Regions from separate parts of the Oryctolagus cuniculus genome. Here region 1 is linked to region 2. Evidence: chromatin contacts called from public Hi-C data. All regions are on one chromosome and are shown on one strand. The core of a region is the stretch at or near the end of the contact, and the rest is flanking DNA. Distances in the headings are between cores, read along the strand shown.

Evidence for each region. Hi-C and Micro-C count contacts between places; a contact is called where the count stands out from the background.
Region 1: a Hi-C map of embryonic fibroblasts shows a contact between it and region 2, with 6 times the contacts expected there. The contact joins two enhancer-like sites. A contact is called at or near these places in 5 of 6 Hi-C or Micro-C datasets (ear pinna, embryonic fibroblasts, psoas muscle and 2 more).

The regions. Positions count from the first base shown.
Region 1 is chr12:91,059,955-91,067,268 of mOryCun1.1, reverse strand. The region is part of intron 1 of CALML4 (calmodulin like 4); the gene reads left to right. Among named protein-coding and RNA genes, the nearest start is that of FEM1B, 27 kb to the right of the region's middle. Within about 2 kb of position 5,393, at least 4 of the 8 cell types and tissues checked have an H3K27ac peak or open chromatin away from gene starts, as enhancers often do.
Region 2 is chr12:91,010,084-91,017,147 of mOryCun1.1, reverse strand. The region is part of intron 1 of CALML4 (calmodulin like 4); the gene reads left to right. Among named protein-coding and RNA genes, the nearest start is that of CLN6, 16 kb to the right of the region's middle. Within about 2 kb of position 3,702, at least 1 of the 8 cell types and tissues checked has an H3K27ac peak or open chromatin away from gene starts, as enhancers often do.

The DNA of each region.
Region 1 (7,314 bases), core at 4,144-6,643, 48 kb before region 2:
TTCTGAACCTGTTTTACTCTGAAGGCTGAATGTTCAAGGCAGCACCAACAGATGCAACAAGGCACATTTTTTGGGAGAGAATCTCAATGCTAACACAGATTCTCAGTCCCAGCTCACCATTGAGTCACCTGGGAGCTTTAGGTACAGGTGCATGGGCCCCAGCCCCTAGGCACTCAGAGGTAAATGGCTGGGAGAGGGGCCAGAGCTTCATTTTTCTTTGTGTCCAATTCCCCCAAATAATTCTGAAGTGCCGAGCTGAACTCAAAACTCAAGGGAACACTGAGGCTCCAGGCTGAAGGACCGAGCGAGTTACAACAGCCAACTTCTACAGGGAATGCTCGGACCTGTGCTGACATCACCAAGGTCATTCAAGGTGACCCAGTGCTGTGGTGCAGTGGATTAAGCCACGGCTTGCAGTGTGCACACCCCACATGGGCACCAGTTCGAGTCCCAGCTGCTGCACTTCTGACCCGGCTCCCGGCTAATGTGCCTGGAAAGGAGCAGATGATGCCCCAAGATCTTGGGAGACCCAGGTAGAGTTCCAGGCTCCTGGCTTTGGCTGGGCCTGGGCCAGGCTGTTGCAGCCATTTGGGGAGTGAAACAGCAGATGGAAGATTTATTTCTCTCTCTGTAACTCTGCTTTTGTGTCGCTCCCCCTCTTCGTGGAGGAACGACACAGGACCCTGCGTTGTTCTTTTGTCTGCTCGGCCCTTCCTGGGTTTGCTGCTGGTTCTTCCCGGGTTGGCTACCGTCCCTTCCACCTCTGTGGAAGGGCGGTTCCCCCTGCGACTTTCCCCACTTCCACGGGGGAGCGGCACACTGCCAGCCGGCTCTCTCGGGGGCTGCACAGGTGTTCCTTCAGCTAGATGTTCCTGGTGCATGTTGTCTCTCTCCTCCTTTATAGTCCTCTTCCGCCAATCCCAACTCTGCTACCCACACGCCGAGTACGCTGCTCTCCTCCAATCAGGAGCAGGTCCTGCTGTTTATTGGTTGAACTGGAGGCAGCTGTGTAGAAGCTGTTTCCTCCTCTCCCAGCGCCATATTGTGGGAGAGCAGATGCATAAAATAAGTCTTAATTCGAGTAACAGTCTAGTCCGAGTTGCTCCCCACACTTTTGAAATAAATAAATCTTTTTTTTAAAAAAAAAAAGAATTGATAGCAGTGGAAAACGGCCCAAGTCCTTGGGCCCCTGCACCCACGTGGGAGACCAGGAAGAAGCTTCTGTGGCTTCAGATTGGCCCAGCTCCGGCCATTGCGGCCATCTGAGCAGTGAACCAGCTGATGGAAGATCTCTGTCTCTCTCTCCCTTTCTCTATAACTCTTTCAAATAAATAAAATGAATATTAAAAAAAAAAAAAGTTAACCCAGTTCTGGCTATTGCAGCCTTCAGATTTTCACTGAGCTTCCCAGGGTCCGGGGCGGGGGTGGCACCCAGGGGGCACTGGGAGGAGCTGGATACACTTGCTCGGTCTGAGAAGACAGTTTTCGGATTTACAGGGAAGCAGCCCAGATGCAAACTCACATGAACACTAAAATTCACATTGTGCTCTGTTTAGTGTTTTTCAAGCAGGGGCCAGCGTGGTGGTACAGTGAGTTAAGTCGCTGCCCGCGAGCGATGTCAGCATCACCTGAGGGCAGGTCCAAGTCCTGCTTGCCCCACTCCGATCCTTCTGGGGAGTGAACTAGCAGACAGAAGCTCGCTTGCTCTCCCTCTCTCTCTGCCTTTCAAATATTTTTTTAATTTGAAAATTAACAGTAATAAAACAAAACTTTGGAGAAAAAAGATTGCATTAAAAACACCAATGAGTGGACAGCACTGTAGGAAGTTTCACCTTTTACTTACAGAAGTGAAGGTGTGGCTGCAGACCAAGGGGGGACGGCGAGGAGACGGGCTCTTCGTCGGTGCCTGTTTAAGGGAACACTGGTGCCTCTGCAGATTCTTGCCAAGGTCACAATGCCCAGGATGGAGCCAATGGAGCTTGGGTCAGATTGGCTACAGTCTAGAGACAGCTCTGAATAAACAATCCTATGAATGGAAAAAAAAAATGCAATACAGGGACTGGTGCTGTGGCATTGCGGGTAAAGCCGTTGCCTGCAGTGCCTGCATCCCATATGGGCGCCAGTCCTGGCTGCTCCACTTCCGATCCAGCTCTCTGCTATGGCCTGGGAAAGCAGAAGAAGATGGCCCAAGTCCTTGGGCCCCTGCACCTGTTTGGGAAACACAGAAGAAGCTCCTGGCTCCTCACTTCGGATCAGCATAGCTCCGGCTGTTGTGGCCATTTGGGGAGTGAACCAGCGGGGGTGGACTCTTTCTCTCTCTCTCTCTCTCTCTCTCTCTCTCTCTCTGCATCTCCTCCTCTCTCTGTGTAACTCTTTTTTTTTTTCTTTTTTTTCTTTTTTTTTTTTTTTTTTTTTTTTTTGACAGGCAGAGTGGATAGTGAGAGAGACAGAGAGAAAGGTCTTCCTTTTTGCCGTTGGTTCACCCTCCAATGGCCACCATGGCCTGCGCGCTGCGGCCGGCGCACCGCGCTGATCCGAAGCCAGGAGCCACGTGCTTCTCCTGGTCTCCCATGTGGGTGCAGGGGCCCAAGCACTTGGGCCATCCTCCACTGCACTCCCTGGCCACAGCAGAGAGCTGGACTGCAAGAGGGGCAACCGGGACAGAATCCGTTGCCCCAACCGGGACTAGAACCTGGTGTGCCGGCGCTGCAAGGTGGAGGATTAGCCTAGTGAGCCTCTTTTAAATAAATAAATAAATCTTTAAAAAACAAAAAGCGGCTCTTGGGTGGTGAGGATTTCTAAGTTCCAGGTCACTGTGGCAGAGACAGACCTCCAATAAGGAGCTGTAAAAGATGTGCAAGGTGTCCCTACGGTTGCATGGCTGACTCCGTCCTCTGGGGCCTCTAGCAGAGCCTGCACCCATGACGGGGACAGGTCCTCCAGGGGCCTAGGTTCTGCAGGGCCACCTGAGAGCGGCACAGAAACCCAGACAAGCGCACTGCTATCTTCTGGCATCGGAGGACGCGGGCGTGCAGGCTCAGGGGCATCCAAGCTGAGGTTCTCAGCAGGGTCCCATGGACTCCTGGATCCCACTCCAGACTTCACAGATCCAATTCTAAACACGTTAAACCAACAGGAGCAACGATCTTCTGGTATTTCCTAATCTTCAGTGTCAGTTTCTTAACCAGCGGCCCTTCGGCAATGTGTGGATCCTACATTTGAAACATCGGCCTTTCTAGATGTGCTTCAGTAAGGGAGGTGGGGTGTGGTTTTTGTTTTGTTTTGTTTTTGTTTCTGTTTTTTTGAAAGGCAGAGAGACACAGAGATCTTCCATTCGCCAGTTCACTCCCCAAATGCACCGAAAGGTAGGGGCTGAACCAGGCTGACCAAGAGCCCGGAACTCAATCCGGGTCTCCCTCATCAGTGACAGGGACCCAACTGCTTCCGCTGTCACCTGCTGCCTTCCATGGTCTTCATTCACGGGAAGCTTGAATTGAAAGGGGAGCCGAGACGCAAATCCAGGCACTGCAAATATGGAACGTGGGTGTCCCCAGTGGCGCTGTAACGGCTGTGCCAGAACCCGCCCCAGGAAAGTGGTTTCCTAACAAGACAGCTACACAGGTGGAAGGGCTAAGTGCTAACGTGAACACAGCAGAGAGGTACTGAGCTTAGGACATGAGGAGCTTCTAGGACCCCTCCTTCCTTGGAGGTCTCTGCAAGATTACCCTCACCTCCAACAGGTCAAGTAGACTTCAAACCTCCATGGAAGATGAAATTAAAAGTTCATTTTGGGGGCCGGCGCTGGGGTGCAGCGGGTTAACACCCTGGCCTGAAGCGCCGGCATCTCATATGGGCGCTGGTTAGAAACCCGGCTGCTCCACTTCACTCTCTGCTATGGCCTAGGAAAGCAGTAGAAGATGGCCCAAATCCTTGGGACCCTACACCCACCTGGAGGAGCCTTCTGGCTCCTGGTTTCAGATTGGCGCAGCTCTGACCTTTGCAGCCATTTGGGGTGTGAACAAGTGGATGGAAGACCCCTCTCTCTCTCTACCTCTCCTCTGTGTAACTCTTTCAAATAAATAAATATTTTAAAAAGAAGTTCATTTTGGGGGGCCGGCACTGTGGCGTAAAAAAAAAGCCGCCACCTGCAGTGCCGGCATCCCATATGGCCACCGGTTCGAGTCCCGGCTGCTCCACTTCCCATCCAGCTCTCTGCTATGGCCTGGAAAAGCAGTGGAAGATGGCCCAACTCCTTGGGCCCCTGCACCCATGTGGGATACCCAGAGGAGGATCCTGGCTCCTGGCTTTGGATCGGGGCAGCTCCAGCCATTGCAGCCACTTGGGAAGTGAACCAGGGGATGGAAGACTTCTCTTTTTTTATTTTTTATTTTTGACAGGCAGAGTGGACACTGAGAGAGAGACAAAGAGAAAGGTCTTCCTTTACCGTTGGTTCACCCTTCAATGGCTGCTACAGCTGGTGTGTTGTGGCCGGCACACCGCACTGATCCGAAGCCAGGAGCCAGGTGCTTCCTCCTGGTCTCCCATGCCAGTGCAGGGCCCAAGGACCTGGGCCATCCTCCACTGCACTCCCGGGCCACAGCAGAGAGCTGGCCTGGAAGAGGGGCAACTGGGACAGAATCCGGCGCCCCGACCGGGACTAGAACCCGATGTGCCAGCGCCGCAGGCGGAGGATTAGCCTAGTGAGCCGCGGCGCTGGCCATCTCTCTCTTTCTACCTCTGCCTCTCTGTAACTTTGCCTTTCAAATAAATAAATCAATCTTTAAAAAGTTCATTTTGGTGCCAAAAAACAGTGAAATCCATGCATACAAAGGATCTTCAAAACGTTCATGTAAACTATGTATTATGAAAAAGCTATGCATGGATTTTTGAATTGTTTTTGCACCAAAATAAATATCTTTTAATTCCATTTCCAATTGCTTTCTGAAGCACCCTTGTATTCCAGAGTTTCTAGTGGCATACCCTCGCAAGACACAGGAAGTCAGTTCCCCTGGCTTCTGGCTTCCAGCCCAGGATGCCAAACAACCTGTAATAGAAGCAGCAGGCTGTACCACGCTCCTTTCCTGGTGCGATGACTCACTGCAACCACGTCTCAGCCCTGGGCTGACTTCATGCAGCCGTGGGCCCCCCCCCCCGCCTTTGGTTTCACCTGCAGCTAGAGCGCTACCGGCCCTGTAGTCTGCACGATTTCCTACAACTTAGAATTAATTCAAACATCACATTAGCATTAACATCAAGCAGCTGCTTCTCCAAGGGGAGTCAGCTTCACTGAGCACAACATGATCCGCAGAGAGCTCTCCTGTCACTGTCCAGGCTGCCACTTCTGGCATCACACTGAAGTGCGACAGCGTGTTCCAGAACTGAAACCGAAACAGGCACGGCCGGCTTCCCCGGCTCGGCGTGGAGACAGGGTTAGGAGCCTTGCGCCTGGGCTCTGAAACGCCCAGCAAGACACAGGCTGAACTCTACCCAGCAAGCTCGCCAGGCTCAAAATAGGCTATGAGCAAAATAATTCTTGAAAACAAAAAAAAAAAAAGGGAAGGGTACATGGTTCCTGGTCAGTCTTGCTTGGCTTTGTTCTAATCGCCCTCAGACTGCACTTTTTAAAAAAAATGTGCAAGAAACAACTCAGTGCTCTGAAATGTTTCCAGAGGGTGGCCCAAGACTTCATAAAAAATACATATATGTATATATACACACATACACACACACACATATATATATACTTGCAAATGTTTGAGAAATTAAAATTTGACAAAAACCAGAAAATTAGGTTTCAAACAGGGCCAGAGACCATCTGCCTTACTGTCGCTGCACACCCCTGGCACATAGCCTGGCACGCAGGTGCCCACTAAGGGCTCCCACGTTTGTTCTCACTGGTTGAGGCAAGAGAACAACCCAGTTCTCCTCTTGGATGGATGGAGCACATCAAATTGTAAAAGCTTGGGCAATTTGGAAATAGTTTTCTAAACTTGCCAACAAGCTAAGGTTTTGTGAAACACTTGATATTCCCACCTCTTGTATCAAAATTTCCTGAATCAAATTATCTGCCAAAATATACTATTACCAGCATTTTCTTTAGTCTGGTCATCTTGAGACAGGATAGAAACAGAATTCACAGGGGCCAGCACTGTGGCATCCCAAAGGGGTGCCGGTTCGAGACCCGGCTGCTCTACTTCTGATCCAGCTCCCTGTTAATGCGCCTGGGAAGGCAGCAGAGGAGGGGCCAAGCGCTTGGGCTCCTGCACCCATTTGAGACCTGGCTTCGGCCTGGCCCAGCACTGGCTATTGAGGCCATTTGGGGAGTGACTCAGTAGACAGATCTCTCTCTCTCTCTCTCTCTCTCTCTCTCTGTCTCTCTCTCTCTCTCTCTCTCTCCATCCTTCTGTGTAACTCTGTCTTTCAAATAAATAAAACTTTACAAAAAGAAAAGTAGGATTCACAAATTCCAGCCCTCACTCCCTCCCATGGTATGTATCCATCTAGTCTCAAATCAATGAGGCCCAAGAAACAGCCAGACCCTACCTGCAAAGGCCCCACACTGCCCTGTGGGGGCCTTCCCTAACCTACACACGTGCCCGGAATAGCCCAATGTAACTAATACATATCCTTCCCGGGGTGAGGCAGTGAGCAACACCCCCATTTTGAGATTGTCATGTGCAGTAAGAACCAAGCCTGCACAGAACCGGCCTGGGTGCACCCAAAGCACAAAGCTGAGGGTGATGAGCCAGAATTCCAGGCTGGGTGCAGATGGGGGTGCCCTGAGTGTGAGGGGACCTGCCAAGCCCCCTATCTGACCAAAGGCCCCACCCAGCTCCGCCATCCAAGCAGCCAGTGGGGCCTCTTCACGCTAGGCTACTCCCTTGTGCTCAAGAACAAGCTCCCACCACACATGGGCCTCTTGTCCGTTTCTGTGTGCCGGTGAGCCCGAGAGCCTGCGGTCTTACTAAGAAAAGCCAGGCTCTGCAACCTATAGGGGGCACTTCCTGTAGTCAGCCAGGTACTGCCGCCAGGCAGTGAGAGCACTCTGGGAGGGTTACCACCCACAGCCTACTCCCAGCTCTGACACGCAGTCCTGATGTGGACCTGGATGCACGAGTCACTTTCTGGTCCATATCTTTGCTTATAAAATGAGAGGGTTGGGACCAGCACTGTGGTGTAGCAGGTAAAGCCACTACCTGCAGTGCCAACATCCCATATGGATGCTGGTTCAAGTCCCAGCTGTTCCACTTCCCATCCAGCTCTCTGCTATGGCCTGGGAAGGCAGTAGAAGATGGTCCAAGTCCTTGGGCCCCT
Region 2 (7,064 bases), core at 2,453-4,952:
GTGTCAGAGTTGTAAGTGTCTGCTGTCTGAAGTAGCAGTCCCCTTACCTATGGTGATCAGATCATCATAAGTTTGCAGAATTTGAGGCCGGCGCTGTGGCATAGTGGGTAAAGCTGCCACCTGAAGTGCCAGCACCCCATGTGGGTGCTGGTTTGAGTCCTGGCTGCTCCACTTCTGATCCAGCTCTCTGCTATGGCCTGGGAGGGCAGTAGAGGATGGCCCAAGTCCTTGGGCCCCTGCACCCGTGTGGGAGACCAGAAGAAGCTCCCGGCTTCTGGCTTGGGATCAGAGCAGCTCCAGCCATTATGGCCAGTTGGGGAGTGAACCAGCAGATGGAAGACCTCTCTGCCTTTCCTCTCTCTGTGTAACTCTGACTTTCAAATAAATAAATATTTAAAAAAATTTTTTTTGCAGAATTTAATGGCTTGGCCAAGTGTCCTCTCTCCTTCCTATTATCCCAATAACCCAGGCTGCTGCAAAGAGCAGTCAGCTTTACAGAAATTAAGTTGCCTCCTGGGAGAAAAAGATTAAGATCCACTTTATCTCCTTTTAAAGTTTGTAGTTGTAAAACTTAGAGATTATAAATTAAATTAAAAATATGTCATTTCAAAAATTAAAAGAGGAGCTGGCACTGTGGTGCAGTGGGTTAAAGCCACAGTCTGCAGCGCTGGTGTCCCTATGGGCGCCAGTTCAAGACCCGGCTGCTCCACTTCCTTTCCAACTCCCTGCTAATGCACCTGGGAAAGCAGTGGAGGATGGCCCAAGTGCTTGGGCCCTGCACCCACGTGGGAGACCTGAAAGAAGCTCCTGGCTCCTGGCTTCGGATCGGCCATTTGGGGAGTGAACCAGCAGATGGAAAACCTCTCTCTCTCTCTCTCTCTCTCTCTCTCTCTCTCTGCCTCTGTGTAACTCCGTCTTTAAAATAAATACAAATTTTTTAAAAAAATTAAATTACCCTCGCGAATTTTACCAGGTTGTTGCAGCCCAGGTTTAAATTTAAACATCGCCATCACCAAACTCACACAGGTCCTGTAGGAGACCCCAGCGCCAAGCTCCTCCTGCACGCGGCGGCTCCCGGGGGCCAGTGCATCCGCCCCGCAGCTCTGAGCCCCGCGCCCCCAGGTCTGGGAAAGTCCACCCGGCAGTCCCGGTCCCAGAGCCAAGCTCGCCGCGAGCTCCCTAGTCGGGGTGGAGAGGACCCCGCGTGGCCGCCCGAGCACACCACGCGTGGCCTTGGCGGGGGCGCGCACCTGGCTCTTCCCTGGGGAGGAACGGCCGCCGGTGCCTTGCGGGAGGCGGCGGGAGCAGGGACCGCGCGTGGGCGTGCTGCACTGCGCAGTGAGGCTTCGCTTAGCAAAGCTCAGATTCAAAGGACTTCCAGGCAGTGACAGCCGAGGGTTAAATCAAGCGCGAGGACCTGCGAACACGGAGCCCGCAGGACCACCGCGCTGCACCATGCGCCGCAGTCCCGCGCCCGGGTCCTGACTTCCGCACCCGCTGCCCTGCGCGAGGCAAACCACCACACAGGCCTTTAAATTTGGCCGTACTCTCATTTTCTGAAAAGTGAAAAGGAGCCGTTCAAAGCAATGTTTATGAAGCATTTTATTTAACCAGCATCCCGAAAGAAGCATGTCAACGTTAATCAATACTTAAACTCAATCAATATTCAAAAAAATCATTGAGACGTCTGGCTATTTTTTTTCCAATACTGTCTTCAAATTCAAGTGGCTTTTTTGTTTTGTTTGTTTGTTTGTTTTGAGAAACCAATCATTTTCATTTTAATCGGAGTCCAAGACACAAGAAAAATACCCCAAACCTCATGGAGACAGAAGAGGAGACACAGCCCTTCCCCCAATCGTCCCTGGCCAGAGTGGGGACACAGTGGGGTGAGGTGGGTGGCCGGCCCGCAGCGGAGAGGTCCAGGGTGTGTTCACACTGCCTTCACGGCTCATTGCAGAGGGTCAGGGTGATTGGTGCTAGGCTAGGGGCTGGGCGGACCCAGGGATTGCCAAGGGAAGCAGGTGGCTGGGGTACCGCCCGTGCTGTCCCTTAGTGAAAGTCGGTGACTGCTGAACCAGAAATTCCTACCCACAGCTGTCAATACCACACCAGTCATGTCACATGAACACATTATGTGTTACCACAATTTCTTTTTTGGAAGTACCCCTGTGTTTCTGTAGCATTTAACATTTTTCTGTAAAAAAAGTCTAAGATTTGTTTATTTATTTGAAAGTCAGAGTTACAGAGAGAGGGAGAGACAGACAGAGAGGTCTTCCATCTGCTGGTTCCCTCCCCATATGGCCACAACAGCCAGAGCTGGGCCAGGCGGAAGCCAGGAGGCAGGAGCTCCTCCAGGTTTCCCACGTGGGTACAGGGGCCCAAACACTTGGTCATCTTCCTCTGCTTTCTCAGGCTCATTGGCAGGGTGCTGGAAGCAGTGCCCCTATGGATGCCGGCAGGGCAGGCCATGGCTTAACCCACTACACCACAATGCTGGCCTCTGGCACCAGGATTCCTATGAACGATTTTGGTAACTCTCGTGGTGATGTTTTAACATTGCTTGTTACTAAAACTTTACATACAGCTCTCTAAAACAATGTCATCCAAATATTCACCAAGCAGAAGTTCTAACGCTGGTGCTGAAAAACAGCCCCGGGGCCGGTGCTGTGGCGTAGCGGTAAAGCCACCGGCTGCAGTGCCGGCATCCCAAATGGGCACTGTTCAAGACCCGGCTGCTCTACTTCCAATCCAGCTCTCTTCTGTGGCCTGGGAAAGCAGTGGAAGATGGCCCAAGTCCTTGGGCCCCTGTACCCACGTGGGAGACCTGGAAGAAGCTCCTGGCCCCTGGCTTCGGATTGGTGCAGCTCCAGCCATTGTGGCCATTTGGGGAGTGAACCAAAGGATGGAAGACCTCTCTCTCTGCCTCTCCTCCTCTCTCTGTGTAACTCTGACTTTAAAATAAATAAATAAAGAATTATTTATTTATTTATTGAAGAGAGGAGGAGAGGCAGAGAGAGAGAGAGAGAGAGAGAGGTCTTCCATCTGCTGGTTCACTCCCCAATTGGCCACAACAGCCAGAGCTGGGCCAATCCGAAGCCAGGAACCAGGAGCTTCTTCCAGGTCTCCCACGTGGGTGCAGGGCCCAAGCACTTGGGCCATCTTCCACTGCTTTCCCAGGCCACAGAAGAGAGCTGGATTGGAAGTGGAGCAGCTGGATCTTGAACTGGCACCCATATGGGATGCCGGCGCTTCAGGCCAGGGTGTTAACCCATTGCGCCACAGCACCAGCCCCAATAAATAAATCCCCCCCCCCAAAAAAAGCCCCAAATCAATACAGGTGAAAGGAGGCATCTCATGAGCAGCAGCCAGGAAGAGGCCACATCACCACCCTCGTGCCCTTGGCAATTTAGGAACAAACACCCTGGGAAACTGAGAAATAGGAATGGGCCATGAAGCAGACAAACTTTCTAAGTTTGCAAAAACGGTGACATAACCAGGCGAAAAGAAAAAACAGAACATCTGGCCACGGGGCTGCAAAGATGCCCACCTGGGCTGGTGTGCGGTACATTTAATACTCTGCGAACCATCGCCCGTGTGGGGGAATTAGAAGAATGCTACAGAAACATGGCGGGTTAGGCCTATGCATTCTCCCCAGCCTTTCCCAGACCAGGCTTACTGTCCAGACGTCCTAGCCTGCCGCGTAGTGGTGAAAAAGGGAAAGTGCATGGCCCTTAAATAGGTTTAATACTCAGGAAAAGAAAACTTGCAATATAAAATGCTAGTTGGAAACTCACCGTACAGTTTAAGAAATGGAACACTACCTTTTTTTTTTTTTTAAAAAAAAGGACTTATTTAGTTATTTGAAAGTCAGAGTTACACAGAGAGAGAAGGAGAGGCAGAGAGAGACAGAGGTCTTCCATGCACTGGTTCATTCCCCAAATGGCCAAGACACCACTTGAAAAAGAAGCATCACGAATAAATAAGCAATGAATAAGAAGGCAGAGCAGAAGAAGGTAGTAGATATGGAGACTACAAAGGTGACATGAATGTGTCAGAAAGCGTGTAAGGAATATTTCCAGAAAAGGATAGTTTATCAATGCTGTGTCAATAAAGCTTGAGTAGTGAGCAGCTATTAAAGAGAATGAAATGGGGCCAGCGCTGTGGCATAATGGGTTAAGCTCATGCTTGCAGTGTTGGCATCCCATATAGGCACTGGTTTGAATCCCAGCTGCTCCACTTCGGATCCAGCTCCCTGCTAATGGTCTGGGAAAGCAGTGGAAGATGGCCCACGTGCTTGGGCCCCTACAATTCATATGGGAGACCGGGATGAAGCTCCTGGTTCACTCTCCACATGGCTCTAACTGCCTAGATTGCGCCAGGCAGGAGCCAGGAACTTCTTCCGGGTATGCAGGGGCCCAAGCACTTGGACCATCTTCTGCTGCTTTCCCAGGTGCATTAGCAAGGAGCTGCATTTGGAAGCAGAAAGCCGGGACTTGAACCAGCACTCCAATAAGGGATGCCAGCATTGCAGGTAGAGGCTTCACCCACTGCACCACAGCGTTGGCCTCAGTCATCATTTTTTAAAGATTTATTCATTTACTTGAGAGTCAGAGTTACAGTGAGAGAGGAAGAGATAGAAAGAGGAGAGAGATCTTCTGTCTGCTGGTTCATTCCCTAAATGGCCACAATGACCAGGGCTGGGCCAAGCCAAAGCCAGGCGCTTCTTCATGGTCTCCCACATGGGTGCAGAGGCCTAAGCACTTTGGGCCATCCTCCAATACTTTCCTAGGCACATTAGCAGGGAGCTGGATTGCAAGTGGAGCAGCTGGGACTCAAACCAGTGACCACAGGGGATGCTGGTGCTGCAGATGTCAGGTTAACCCACTGCACCACAGCGCTGGCCCCTCTAGTCATCATTCCTAATGGTAAATCATTGTAACTATTGTTCCTTTAAGAGCAGAAAAAGATGAAGCTGTCTCTAACATCCTGACTGCTCGATAAGGCCAGGGTAAGCCAGACACTCATATAAGGAGAGAGAAAAAAACAGCATTGTCGTTATTGGCAGTGAATATAATTAAGTGCACAGAAATACCAAAATAATTTATAAATTATTAAAATTAATAAGTGAGCCCAGAATGGTTGGTAAGTACAAAAGTACAAAGGCTGATAGAGGGTCTATGTCACATATACACAAATGGAGTGTGCATTGCCTGCAAAGCCAAGGAGCAGTATTATGGAAAACGGAGCTAGATATATTGCAGAGACATTTTTGCACACTGATATGAATGCTCACTGAACTAATATTTACAATACGGAAATATGGGATGCCACCATGCAATGATAGGAGAATGGTCAGTGATATTTCCAGAGTGAATCAGTCACTGCTACATAGTATTTTTTTATTTATTTTTATTTTTATTTTTATTTTTGTCAGGCAGAGTGGACAGTGAGAGAGAGAGACAGAGAGAAAGGTCTTCCTTTGCCGTTGGTTCACCCTCCAATGACCACCGCGGCCAGCACGCTGCGGCCGGTGCACCGCGCTGATCCGATGGCAGGAGCCAGGTGCTTCTCCTGGTCTCCCATGGGGTGCAGGGCCCAAGTACTTGGGCCATCCTCCACTGCACTCCCTGGCCACAGCAGAGAGCTGGCCTGGAAGAGGGGCAACCGGGACAGAATCTCGCGCCTGGACCAGGACTAGAACCCGGTGTGGCGGCGCCGCAAGGCGGAGGATTAGCCTAGTGAGCCACGGCGCCGGACTCACTGCTACATAATAAATACACAACTATGTATAATATATAATCACAGCATATAATGCATAAAAAGGCAAGTTGCAGAACTTGAAGTCATGATGTCACTGTTATACAGCCTAAACAAGTAAACTAAATACTATTTTGTTTAGAGATGCACAGATATATGATGAAAGTACAGACATTTTTTTAAAATCAAGCTAAGGATCTACATGATGAGGAAGCAGGGCGAGGAAGGAAAGGGGCACACAGGAGGACACATCAGAAGGCAGTGTTCTGGGGCCGGCGCTGTGGCACAGTGGGTTAAAGCCCCGGCCTGCAGTGTCAGCATCTCATAAGGGCACCAGTTCAAGTCCCAGCTGCTCCACTTCCAATCCAGCTCTCTGATATGGCCTGGGAAAGCAGTAGAAGATGGCCCAAGTGATTGGGCCTCTGCGTGGGAGACCTGGAAGAAGCTCCTGGCTCCTGGTTTTGGATTGGCACTCCCCAAATGCCTGCAACAGCCAGGGCTGAGCCAGGCCCAAGCCAGAAGCCACTCAATCCAGGCATCCCAGGTAGGTGCCAGGAACCCAAGTACTTGAACCATTGTCTGTTGCCTCCCCGGGGTGTGCGTTAGCAGGAAGCTGGCATTTGAAAGTGGAGTCAGGACCCAAACCCAGACACTCTGGAGGGGGGTACTGGCATCCTGAGTGGCACGTTAACCACTACACCAAATGCTAGCCTCTACTCTCATTTTTTTAAAATTTTTATTTATTTATTTATTTGACAGGCAGAGTGGACAGTGAGAGAGAGAGAGAAAGGTCTTCCTTTGCCGTTGGTTCACCCTCCAATGACTGCTGCGGCCGGCGTGCTGCGGCCGGCGTGCTGCGGCCGGCGCACCGCGCTGATCCGATGGCAGAAGCCAGGTACTTATCCTGGTCTCCCATGGGGTGCAGGGCCCAAGCACTTGGGCCATCCTCCACTGTACTCCCGGGCCACAGCAGAGAGTTGGCCTGGAAGAGGAGCAACCGGGACAGAATCCGGCGCCCCGACCGGGACTAGAACCTGGTGTGCCGGCGCCGCAAGGCAGAGGATTAGCCTAGTGAGCCGCGGCGCTGGTCCTACTCTCATTTTTTTAATTAAATGTCTTGCAAAAGGTTTGTCTATTTTATCTTGGCCCTGGCTCATTGATCATCTCCATTTTATGCTTATTTTATTATATTTCATTCCTTTTTGCTTTTATCATTTTTATACTTTATATAAAGTATATATATATTTATATATATATTTTTTATACTTTATATAAAGTATATATAAGTACCTTATACTTTATGGGTT